Linked DNA regions of Gossypium hirsutum: region 1 is linked to region 2. The links are chromatin contacts, called in public Hi-C maps. All regions are on one chromosome and are shown on one strand. The core of a region is the stretch at or near the end of the contact, and the rest is flanking DNA. Distances in the headings are between cores, read along the strand shown.

Region 1 (6,533 bases), core at 2,012-4,511, 880 kb after region 2:
ACCAAATTAATGGTTGAATGCTTATGAACTCAAAGCTTTTCTTCTTAGGTTTTTCCTAAGCTTTGAATGGTTGAACATTATGGAATATGACAATCCTCCACTATATTACTATAGTCTTAGATTAATTTAATTAACCTTGTTTAATTACTTAATTAAACATAACTTAATTATAATTTAGCTTAAGTGGAATATGTCATCATCATCAATATTTTCCATTTTGATATTTGATTAATTGCCATATAAGTTCTCAAGCCTTTTGTCAATTAAAACTCTATAGTGATTAGATTTTTATATTTTATTCTCTAAGCCTTAATTAACTATTTAATCGAAAAAATTATTCAACCATTATTCAATATATTTTTATATTAACTCCATAAATATTCATATTTTATATTTATGAACTCGATTTACGAAAATGGCATCCCAAAATCATATTTTCCTATACCAATGAAAATCAAGTCGTTACATTTCACCTAACCAAACCCACCCCAAACTCGATTTTTCCAAAAAAAAATTGACCCTAATGGCTCGGGTTGGGTTAGAATTCGTTGGATTTAGGGTTTTTTACCATCCCTATTTATAACTAATCACTTGCCCGTCCTTGATTCCACTTAATTAAATGCAACAAAATGCTGACAGTAATAAAAGTATCATAGAAACTCTTGTATTAAGAGTCAGATCAAATTGATGGTTTCTGATTAAAAATTTTATCCATTTGTAATGTTAAAAAAAATCCCATAGTGATATTTGAAGTACCATGTGTACCTCTTGTTGACATATAAAAACTAAATTTTAATAGTAAAAATGGATAATTATTTAATAATAGAATCAATTTACTCTTCTAATTTATTTTTTTTAGTAGAATAATTAAAATCTAATCTCACTTCTAATACAAGAGCTTTAGCACAGTTTTACCGGTGAGGTTTAAAAATTTATGTGACAAAGGATATCAGGCCCTTCATGCCATTTTTCTTAGTATATATATTCTCAATCAATGTTTATAATTTTGTTAATCAATCGATGTCAATACTTAAATACTATAAGTTCACTTATCCGTTCAAGATCCCAACTTTCAATAATAATAGTAAAATACATGAACAGATCCAAATCAAAAGAGGAAATTACATTAGTAGATCCGAGCCAGAAAAACATGACTTAATACAGATCTATCAGTTGCTGAACATTACAACTAAATTCTTGAACTGCAAACATTTTGTACAAAGGAACAGCTAAACAACCAAATCCTAAGACGTTAAAAAACAAAAGAAAAATAAGAACAGTAAAATCCCAAATGAAGCAGAGAAAAAAAAATCAAACCAACCCCACTATTACAAATTAATTTAGATCTTCAAAAAAAAAAAAGAAAAAGAAAAGAAAGCCACCCTCCAATCTTCCTTTAAAAACATACTCCATATTTCTACAAGTTATGATGCCCTTCAAGAAATGTAACTATATTCCAATCTCCACATTCCTGTAACCTGACCCTCCTTCAGTCAAAAGTTCCTGCAATAAAGGAGCATTGATGAAATCAGATCAAACAAACCTAATAGTTAGCTTCATAAATGAAATAAAGGGTTTGTTTTATTTTCTTACCTGTGAAGTTTTGGCGACATGGGTGTCCTCATGAACAAAAGCAAACCTTTTATTGTCACCCATTCTCTCCATGGACACTTCATTAATCTTATCAGCTTTTTTGGAACCAATGTGGGTTCTCTTGAGCCCCAGAAATCCCTTCCACCTTGTGGAACCCTTAGGAGGCGTTAGTGTCACATTATTATCATCATCATCTCCAGCAAGAAGCTCTTCCCTCAAAGTCCTTTGCATTTGATTATTACAATTATCTTTAAATGGAAAAAGCTTACCCTTAAAAAAAAGCTCATCAGCACTCATCATGGAGTAGTTTGATACTGAGAATTCAAAGTCTGACGACACTGGAGCCTCCCTTGAGTTCCTCTCTTGCTTCATAACCTGCTGAGTCTCAACAAAATCATTTGAGAATGAGATTCTTGGACTCATTGGGGGGCAGTGATGATGATGACCTTTGTGCTCCGAATTATACATGTCTAAGCATGCCATGAGCTTTCAAAACAACATGGAAAACAAGGAAAAAAATTAATAAAACGTAATAAATTCTATAGGGACCCTCCCTTGATACTATTACAACTAACCGAGTAGATGTTTGTATTTATATATAAGGAAGCATGGGGAGCTTGATGTATGGTTGTTTTTTTGAATTCATGCATGTTATGCCCATGATGTGATCTTTTTTTGTCATGACATGTTAATTGCCCCTCTCTCTCTCTCTCTCTCTCTCTCTCTCTCTCTCTCTCTCTCTCTCTCTCTTTTTATGTTTGTTTTTCTCTGGCCAGAATTGGCATTCAATGATGACCAGCTTTGAATACAAAATCCTCCAAGTATTAGTTATTTTTAAAAAACATCTTTTACTGTTTTTCTTTTCTCTTGGAGACTGCACGAAGGTGAAGATCCTAAGAAGCTTTCTTTTGCTCCAAAGCTCTACCATAATCGATAAAATAATAAAATAGTAGAAAAAATGAACAAAAGGTGAATCAACTATTCAAAATTGTTTTTTTTTTCATTTCTGTTGAGTATAGTTAAAATTTTGTTGAGTGAAGTGAAAGTTAAAAAATTTGTATAATAATAATTTTAATTTTTAATTTTATATATTATTTGGATAATTATAATTTTAAAAAATTAATTCCCAAAACTTATAAAAAAAATTTAATTTAATCTTCAAATTTTACCTTCTTTTCTGCTTCCCCACCTCCACAGTGCCACTATCATTTGTATTTTGTTCAACTATTTTGATATATAAAAGAAAAGAAAAATATTCTAAGAATTCTTTAAAAACACCAAAGCTCACGTAGGATAGCACCAAATTAAGATGAAAAAATGGCAATGGAGATGGGAACACCACATTGGAATTCATTTTTTAGCAGTACTTGCTTGACCATCATCATCATAATCCCATCCATCAGTGCTGGTTGATCTGCATTTATATATACATATAAAAAAAATATGAATGATGATACCTCATAGAAATTAAAAAAAAAAAAGGTAAAAGATGAGAGGTTTTGACATTCTTTACCCTCTTCTATAGGACCAATCCCCGTATGCTTCGTGTTTCTCAAACACACTTGGAAAACTTTCTATGAAGATTCCAAGGAACAGTCTTTAGTTTTTTTAGTCTTAAATCCGTTTTCACTTTTTCCTTTCTAGAGTTTTATCATACACTCATTAGCCACACCACCTCTATGCATGCATATATATAAAAATTTGTGAACCACAAAGATAAGCATCGTGGTTAATTATTTACTCCAATTAATACTAGTAAAGTTGGTATTGGGTTTCTTTCTTTGCATTGCATTTGACATACAAGAATAGCATATGCTAGCTGGAGGGACAATTAAACTTAGCCAAAACAAGTAATTTTACTTTTTTAAAACTTGTGGCTCATTGCATGCAGATTATTAATTATGAAGACAGTGAAAATATTAATTAATTTTGTTTTCCATTGTTATTGTAGGCAGAGTTAGGGAGGTGGAAACAGTTGCCATTGCTGGCAAAGAAAGCAACAGCAGTGTTATTTATGGAATAAGGTAAAAAAGAAAAAGGACATTGAATGTTTTTAGCTAAAAGTTGTAGGGTTTTATTAAAAAAAAAAAAGAGATTCAGAAATGAAGAGAGGTCCAGAGAGAAGCAGCGGCACTTTGAAGGAAGGGGGATTGAGTTGCATTTGGCTTCAGCTTGACCATGCTTCGACTTGTTAGTAAAATATAGCAGTGAATGAGCTGGCGACACCGACTGATCAATAGGACCACGTGATCTGAGGTTTTTTATTTTTTCTATAAAAAGAAATTCCATTTTTAACTTCTATTCAGATTTTGTACATGTTATGTGAGATTACTTTTTTGCCTTTTTCCTCTTCTTTTTGTGTACCCTTGTGATTTAATTACCTCCTCAAATCTTATCCTGGTTTAGAGTTTTTGTTTTGTTTTTTTTTTTTCCCTCTAATCATTAAAGTTAAAGCACTGTTCGGTACATAGCCATACCAGAGGCATCAGCCTGCAAAAAGTCCGGTGGGAAAGAGCAAAAACACAAAAGATCATCGCTGTTGCAATTTTTACTAAATCCACTACTCAAAACGCTACTCCCCAACATGTCAGCAACGGGATTCCCCTCCATGTAAATATGCTGAAGTCAAACCTGGTCCAACTTACAATCAGCAATAAAAGTTCCAAGAGAACAAATATTCATAGCATACAATTGATATCAATTTGAGCATCAATCTTTGCAACAAAACCATCAATACCTACAGTAATCACATTAGGAATAAATCGATAGGAACGGGTCACCCATTTGCCATGACTGTAACGGATAACGGTCTCTTGCATGGTTTAGAGTTTTACTACACTATTTTGTTTGTATAAAAGAGGTGGGAATATGATAGTAAAATATACATTATACGTATTGATAACATTATTCTCAACATATACATTTTTTTCATTGATACTTATGTTAATTTTCTTTTAAAAAGAGTAAAATTCCCCTGCCCTATTCTCTGCTCCCATCTGTGCCCCTACTCAAAATTAACCGCGTCTACAAGTCTTTTTTATTATTATTAATTTTTATTTCATCTACAACTAATGTACAAATTGTAAAATTAATTATAATTTCAGTTAAAATTATTTTTAAAAAAAAAGATTTGCGAAAAGAGAACTTGTAAAGAAAAACGGAGAAGAGGCTAATTTTGAGAAGAAGGCACGGATTGGGGCAGGGAACTAGGGCCAGGGGATTTCTACTCGTCAAAAATCACCTCATATTAGTCTAATAGGTAAAATTTTGACGAGATTTAAAACATTAAATCAAACAACTAACTTCTTTTATTTGATAAACCGGAAAATTAAGGGTCGAAACAAAATTAAATGATAAGCATTTCTTTATTTATATATTATTTTTCACTTTTTTTATAGAAAAATCTTATTATTTGTATTTGTTTTTATTATGGATTATTAAATATGTTTTAAAAATTTTAAGGCATAATAATTTTTTTGCCCTCCAAATTTATTAAAAAAAAGTATTTTGAGTCCTCTATTTATTTATTTTTTTTGCCTTTGAATTTGTAGTTTTTGGTCAAACCACTCCAAATGGATTGAAAAGTCAACATTTAATAACTTTATTGATGTGACATACACAAGGATTGTCACATAGATGACACGTCAACATTTAATTAATTTTTTAAAAATTTAAATAATTTTTAAACAATATTAATCATTTTTAATTTTTAAAAATAGTTTTTATTTTTTTTGAATTTTTTAAAATTTAAAAATTTAATTAAATGCTTACGTGTCATCCATGTGATAATCTATATGTATGCAATGTCAACAAAATTTAAAAAAAAATTAAATTTTTCGTTCATTCTAAGTGATTTGACAAAAAACGAAAATTTAGATCTAAAAAAACTTAAATGTAAAGTTAAAATAACTATTTTTCTATAAAATTAAAGAATTAAATTATTATGTGAAAAATTAAATCACTGAAAATATTATCTTTTAATTTATTTAATTTTCTTCAATATGTAATTACTCTTTTCTTTTTAAACTTCAACAAAAATATGAAATTCAAAAGAAAAAAAAGCAGGAAAGAAGAACGAGGTTGTAATACAAATGGATGGGGATTTGCTCCATATCTACTTCTTTTTAATTAAATAATATTTATACTAATAAATTTATATACGTGCAAAAATAAATATGGAAAGAAAAATTGATAATATTTTCAAGCATGCTAGTACTGTATTAATTGATGTATAATTGTTCTTTCTAATATTGGTTTGCGTTGATGTATTTTACTATACTATTTTAAATTTATGGATATATTTAAAAGAAATTTTATATATACCTGTAAATATATTTCAATTATACGATATACAAATATAAATTTTAAATTATTAATTACGATCAATAACTTAATTTATTGATTGTATTTTCTTTTTAATGTAACTATAAAAAAAGACAAAAACAAATAAGATAAAATAATTAAAATATTAAAATTTTATATCAATAAGTACAAAAATCATATGTACCGATGCAACTGATATTAGACTACATAAGCTTAAAATCAAAATTTGAATCAAAACAAAACATAAGTTTTGATTTAAGATAAGGATGGAACATATTGACCAATACAAAAATGGAATTGCCAACACCATCTATTATATTTATATTTTTTATATAATATTAATTTATATATATAAATTCCATAATATAAATATTTTTCAATCAAATAATTTTTTTTATAGAAGACCTGGTAGTTTTATTAATTGAAAAATAAGAAAATAACTAAGGGCCCAACATGACTTTTGATCCAGGCCACTTACATCCAAAAAAAACCAAACAGAAATAAAACCGGCCTCACTACACTAGTAATGGTGAAAGCCTCCAACTAGCTATTGAAACTAAAAACTTAATGGTAACTAAATGCAATAAATGAAACGGCAAAAAAGAAACCTAATATCT
Region 2 (6,901 bases), core at 1,926-4,425:
TTCATAAACTAGTCTCTAGTTTGGTTTTAACCTTGATCACTGGCCTCTTAACGGTCTTTTTGTGTGTAGCACAGCAAGGGAGAACCATAAAGTAAAACGAAATAGGCAAAACATTGATGGAAATAAAGAGATGAAACCATTATTAAGGATGAACAATTGGTTCACCCAAATTTTCATTAGCTGATGTATACATGCTGTCTATAAGATCTATAGACTTTGAGAAAAGAAACGTTACATAGTTCACCGCAGTATTGATCACCTGAGGTTGCTGGCAGGGTGGTCACCATCATGCTTTTCACGGCAGCCAAAAATTTCAATTCGGGTGAATATCCGGTCAGCTTACAGTAAAGAAAGAAAAGTCAACAGAATGTGGTATCCATGCCCTTTTTTACGTTAGAGTGACAGAGTTGTTCTTAATAGTCAGCTTGGAGGAAACGCTCGTATTGTGTCCCATTTAACGTCTTTATCACATCATCCCAGTTCTTCACAAAATCAGATAATGGACCTTTGTGTATTTTAACCTGTCGACTAGTCAATTCCATCCGCGGAAGACCTAGAAACTCTTGAACATCATCTAGTTTCTGGGACAAGCATGGGAAACAATGACATAAAGCAGAGGTACAAGTTAGACAAGAATGCTTACTTCGAAATGGCATTAACATAAAAGAATCTAGAAGAAATGAGTTAAGAAAGATGGCATTGCATAAGAGGATAGCAAATCATTTAGGACGGAAGGCGTGTATACTAGGACATTTACTAAAAAGCTGTTTAGCAGTCTGGAAGTATGGTAAATATTTCACGAAAACTTGTTACTATCCTTACCGTATTGTTTGTGAAAAGATCCTCATAGTACACAACCATGTGACGGGTGCTGTTGAAGTATTCCAAAGCCTTGACAGCATCCATCTCCACTTCTCTCAGATCACTTATTAATGATGTAGAGTTGATTATCGGCTTGTAACTTGAAAGAGCAGCCGCCTACATTAAGTGACTAGCAATAATTTCAAGATTCTCCAACAATGAAAGACAAAAAGAAAAAGGGCAAAAGAGTGTGTCTATGGTGGGATAGGTATAGAGACAAATACCTCTTCCTGTGAATGAACATGAGACTTGTGGGTTCCATTTAATAGCTTAGCATAACGGTCATGTGAATTTGCAAGCAATGAAACCATTCTTCGAAGCAAATTTCTTCGGAAGAGAAATACGACAGAAACTCCCTGATAATTGAAGTATTCTACTATTTCTTTATGGTACTCTATCAATCCCTGCATAAAAATAAATCTAGCAGTTAGCAAATAAACCATAAAGCAACCCCTGGGATTCAAATAATTTCCATCCATCATATAGAATAATGACCATCTTAAACTCAGCCTCTCGCATGACTTCTTCTATGGTTAATCACTGTATAGAAATCGGGAGATACAAAAATCATATATCTAAAAGTAAGTACACTACAGATAAAACATACAAGCAAGCAAATCTGAAGTCTTTAACATTTAACCAGAAATTCCCTCAAAACTTGATTCAATGACAGTTAGAGGTCTCCTGACCAAAGCCTCGCAAATTCAATTTCTTTTTGGAAGGGATCTTGTCAAACATTTTTTTCTCATTTTTATGTATAAGAAAAAGGTATCAGATCACATAGGAACACAAATATATATAATTGTAATTTTGTAATGGTAAAATTTGTTTGAAAATTCAACTACATTTACTTACCTGATTCAACATCCACTTGAAGCCAACAGCAGCAGAGCACTCATTCTTGGAAGCACTATTGAACCAATCTAACTTGTAAACTCTATCTAAAGTCTGCATAATTGTTGAAATGTTTTTCCTCCTATCCATTGCACAGAATATCTCCCCATTTGAGCTTATATTAATATGACTATTTAGCAAAGTCTCAAACCATCCACTTCCTGACCTTTGCATCGACAATATGGCAAAGAATCGTACCGGATTTTGTATGCATTCACCCCTACCAAAGTATTAAAAACCAAAATCTTAAGATAATTTAACTAAAAATAAGAGAAAAAAAAAACTCCAAATGGAAGTATACATGTTTACCTGCTAAAAGTTTGAGGCTTAGGGTAATGCAAGGTAGGAATTCGAGCTTCTAATTGTGCAAGAATGTTCCTATCTGGAGATGGACTCTCAATGAGTTGGAGGTTCTGAGTTTTGATCTTGCTAACTGTATTTATCTGCCTTAAACAGACTGTACAGATATAAATACCACACACAATACCAAACAATAAAACTATTGTCCTTAAGAACACTGGAGACTTCTTGGGAGACTTTACAATTACTGTCTCCTGCATAGAAAAGGAGGAAAAATATTAAGATTTTGACATACAAGCAAACACTTTTAGTAGCAAAGTAAAGAGGAATTGTTCTGAGATATATTTCAAACTGGTGTAACTAGGCAAGCTAAAAAAAAGTAAAGGTGCCCTCTGTAAAAGAAAAAGGGAAATAGAAGAGAAAGTTAAAACTTAAAACCCATTTTAATAGTTTTATCAGAGTCCTAAAACAGAAACAAAAAAAATAATACAATGTTGGTTCAAGAACAAGTGGAGAAAAACCCAGATCCAAACATGCAAACACAAATTATCCTTCAAACCCAGCAATATATTGTTTACAAAGACGGAACTACTAACTTAACAAAATGAAAATGTTTGAGCAGGGAATCAAGGAAAATCAAAATACTTTTTCTCGAAAAATTTGAGCTTTGGCATCATTCGACACAATCCAGGGCCATTCAACAGAAATTTGAGTCATTTTTAAGCGTCACAAAAGAAAACCAAGTGCAAACCCAGCAAAGAAAAGAACCCAGACAGCAAAATGAAGTGAAAAAATAAAGGGTACCTTGTGAAACAAACAGACGTATTCAGCCATAGATGTGTTTGGCAGAAGGTGAAGCAACCCCAGAAAGTAAAAATGAAAACAAGAGATTAAAGTGTGTAAATATATATATTCACAAAGCCGAAGAAAAAGAGGAGGCTTCATTGGAATTATCCATATTGTATTTGCCTTTGTTTTCTCAGCTGCTATTAAAACAATGCCAAGAAGGGGGCTAAAACCAAAGAAAGGAAGAAGAAGTAGCCAAAGAGGAGGCAAAATCCTTGTGAAGTAAACAGTGGAGCAAAGTTGAGCCTTCTATTTTCCTCTTTTGCCTCGTGGAAAACTATGACACGAAAGGGAAACAAATATATAAGCCTTGTTTTCTTAGTGTTTTTTAAATGAATCTAAAATCATATATTTTTGTTGTTTATGATTGGTACAGCTATGTACATTAGTTTGTGCAAAAACGCCAAAGAGCTAGTCAAGGTAAAGGCGGCCCTGGCCCTATTTCACAAATCTAAAAGCGTACGGCCGTGTCAAGTGGAAGGAAGGAAGGAAGTGATTGCTTCTTCTTTTATGAACTAATTACTCAAATCTCAAACCAAATTTAACCCAGCGACGATTTTGGTGGATAAAACAAATATAGAAATTGTCTTCATCAAACCATGCATCACATTCTTCTTATACCACCAAGATTTCATTTCATTCATGATTAATTTTCCGATTTATTAAATTTTAGTTCAATAAACATCATTGTATATTCATATCATTGTTACATATTTAAAGTACATAATATTTTTTAATTTAAGAATTTGAAGTATGAATAATAATAAGAATTATATTTTAAAAAAATTTGATTCAATTTTCAAATTATAAAGTTGATTTGTTATAGTTTTTGAATTATTTGGAATAAATAATTTAAATAGTTTATTATAATTCAATATTTTTTGTGTGCACAATTTTGAAACTTAACTATTGAATATAATCGTAGGTACTACTTTTAAAGAATCAAATAAATTAGTATAGCTTTTTGAGTTAAAGCCAAAACAATTTTTTTTTTAAAAAATTCTCAATTTTCTTGATAGCTAAGAGTAATATACTTATTGTAATAGTTAAAAATTGTGATATTGTGATTAGTGTGAATTTTTTCTAGATTAACTCTGTTTTTGATAAATCATTATTTAACTCTTAATAAAGTTTCAATTAATTCAAATTTTTAATTGAATAAAATAATTATCTAAATTGAAAAAAGAAGAAGTTGATTTTATTTTTTTTAAAAAAATATTCAAAATATTTTGTTAAAAAAAAGAAATATTCCTTTTAGAAAAATGAAAAATTCAAATTATTATATTAATTTTTTTTTCAAAACTATCAAAAATAATATAAATATCATATTAGTAAGATTAAAATTATGAAATAAATCATTTTAAAAATTAAATATTTTATTAAACAATATAAATATATTCCATACTTTATTTTTATTAACATAACAGACAGTTTTATAATGGAACTATATACTAAACATTTTCAATTTATCAAACAAGACTTAGTTATTAGCTATAATTTTCACTTAAAATTGTGCCTATGATTTTTCTATTTTTTAGTTAAGACCCAAATTGTGACATTTTTACTTCACTTGGAACAAATTTTTTCAACTTTCATAAAATGTCAAATTAAATTAAATAGATAAAATGAATTTAACAGTGTCACCCTCTTCATAGATAAGTAGAAGACAATGGAGAAGGGGTGAAATTGAAAATGAAGGGGGTGTTCCAATGTAGTAGTGTAAAATAATGAGATTAGCATTTATGGGAAATAAATGCTTCAAGGAATCTATTTTAAACAAATCCACCTCTTGTTTGACTTTGATTTCTAATCTCAATTTATGATACCATAATCTATTTGGCACGTGTTATGGTGTTGGACACTGTATCAATCAAATTCCACTAACCAAACACTTGGTTTAACTCACTTGGATAAATTTTAAATTTTAAAGAGTATAGGGATTTGGGGAGATATTATACCTTAGGATTTTTGAATTCAAAACTTTGGGTTTTTCGTTTTTGTGAGGCTCCATACAACTTCACGTGACAAGCTAGAAATTATTTTTGTAAAACATATATATTTTTATGAGAGTAAAAATATAGTTTTATTATTATATTAGTTTATATTTTTATAAAAGTTAAAGTATTAAATTAAATTTTATTAAATTTAAGAGATTAAAGTATAAATTGACTATTTACTAATTTAAATTTTATAAAATATAAAAAGTTCAATATGAGTTTTTGTTATTTTAGGAGGGCTAGCCCATACTAGCCCGTTTGTACCATACTATTATAAAAATAATATGGATATTCAAGTGTTAAAAGTTAAATTATATTTTAATTTTTTATTTAAAAAGCGAATAGCAAACGGACTGTTTTTATTAAATTAATTCATCCATTTCTATTGTTATAAACCGATACGGTTGATCGAATGACCAAATAATTATACGTGACACATTATGTTTACCTCATGTTGACGTACATAGGTCATTTTTTAATAGTAGAAATTGGTGAATTTTTTAACAAAAAAATATTTACTCTTTGATCTAATATACAAGAATTAATTTTATTTTATTTTATAAATAAAAAAGATAAAATATGATGTAACTTTTAATACGAAAATATGCATAATACATTTACCCAACTTAAAAGCATATTTAACATTGATGAGAATGTTTGCTGGTAATTTTTTTTCATGTAAAGTAGGAGACAGATTGAAAAGCTCAAAATTTTAGTAGCGGCTGCGTGCCGTTTGCGGCCATAATTAAATTATTGATCGGAAAAAGGCGTGTAAGTCTCCGCCACCAAACACTTAAGCATCATTCGCTTGAATTAGGGCCCCCTTTCCTCCATCCTCACAAATTTCAATTGACATTGTAACAAACAAAACCACCATTATTAAATTAATCACAAATTCAAAATCAATGGCAATTTTCTATGGTGATAATAACTAACAATTTTAGTCTAAAATACTTTAATTCCCGACTTCTTAAATTGGCATACCTTATTTTTCAATTTTTAGTATAAATGAGATCAATTTTCTATTCTCTAATTTTGAGGAAGATTTTAGGAGGGAAAATAACAATTTGTAATTACAACTACAATTAGATTCACACCATGCAATGTACAAAAGAATTACAATACAATAAATATATTTGTATAATTACTTTTAAAATTAAACTTTCATATGCACAATGGATTAATTAATCAAAATATATGTGAATCTATGCTCAAAAAAATATATATGTGTGAATTTGGATAAAAAAAAAATTAGATTAAAAACCCATACATACATAAATGTGTACACTAAACTTTAAACTTAAACACTGCAAGCTCAAAATATTAACATTTACTAATATCAAAATATTATCATTTACTAATACAACTAAAACTTCATTAACTAATTTTGAAAAAAAGTTATGTTTAAACATATTTTATGGTGAGAAATCAATGAACTAGAGTTTCCAACCTGCACGAAAAATGGGAGGGTTTAGGCAAAAATATAGGCTCGAAAAATGAAATTGAGCAAAAAAATAAGGCTCATTTAGAAAACGAATTGGGCCTCATGTAAGGTTTTTTTGGCCCAAGGCGCCCTAAATTTAAAAAAAAAACACTATTGTTTTTGCTGCTATTTTTTCATATTTTACTGTGTTTTCCCATTTTTTGTCACTATTTTGCCATCATTTTACTATTATATTGCTATTATTTTGTTGCTAATGTTTGAATATTGTATAATACTTATTTTCTTGTCAATTTTACTACTATTTTAGTATAAAGACTTTTTTTAATTTATTTTTTATTTGTTGGGAAATATTTATTTTAATATTTTTAGAGTATGTATTGTATTTTTAAAAACTTTTATATAAAAAATAAAATTAATATGGGCCGGGTCAAGCTCGAGTTTTAACATTTTTATCCGAGTAAAACTTAGGTAAAAATTTATGCCCATTTTTCGGCCTGGGCCGGTCCCAGACCTAGCAATTGGACTTAAAATTTTGTTATAGTTCGACTCAACCCATGGA

The links. A called contact is a pair of places that touch in the nucleus more often than the background predicts.
Region 1: a contact with region 2 is called in a Hi-C map of leaf, with 2.0 times the contacts expected there. The contact joins the promoter of LOC107897673 here to the promoter of LOC107901437 in region 2. A contact is called at or near these places in 2 of 34 Hi-C or Micro-C datasets (both in leaf).

The regions. Positions count from the first base shown.
Region 1 is chrA11:31,797,917-31,804,449 of Gossypium_hirsutum_v2.1, forward strand. LOC107897673 reads right to left here and starts at 3,262. Exons shown (of 4, transcript XM_016823209.2): 1 at 3,107-3,262; 2 at 2,936-3,007; 3 at 1,594-2,079; 4 at 1,103-1,503. The coding sequence starts at 2,947. The coding sequence ends at 1,450. It overlaps LOC107897692 (a long non-coding RNA gene), which reads left to right and starts at 6,506. Exons shown (of 9, transcript XR_001684252.2): 1 at 6,506-6,533.
Region 2 is chrA11:30,914,373-30,921,273 of Gossypium_hirsutum_v2.1, forward strand. LOC107901437 (nodulation protein H) reads right to left here and starts at 3,176. Exons shown (of 6, transcript XM_016827455.2): 1 at 2,860-3,176; 2 at 2,065-2,309; 3 at 1,717-1,975; 4 at 1,086-1,265; 5 at 823-978; 6 at 132-581. The coding sequence starts at 3,000. The coding sequence ends at 414.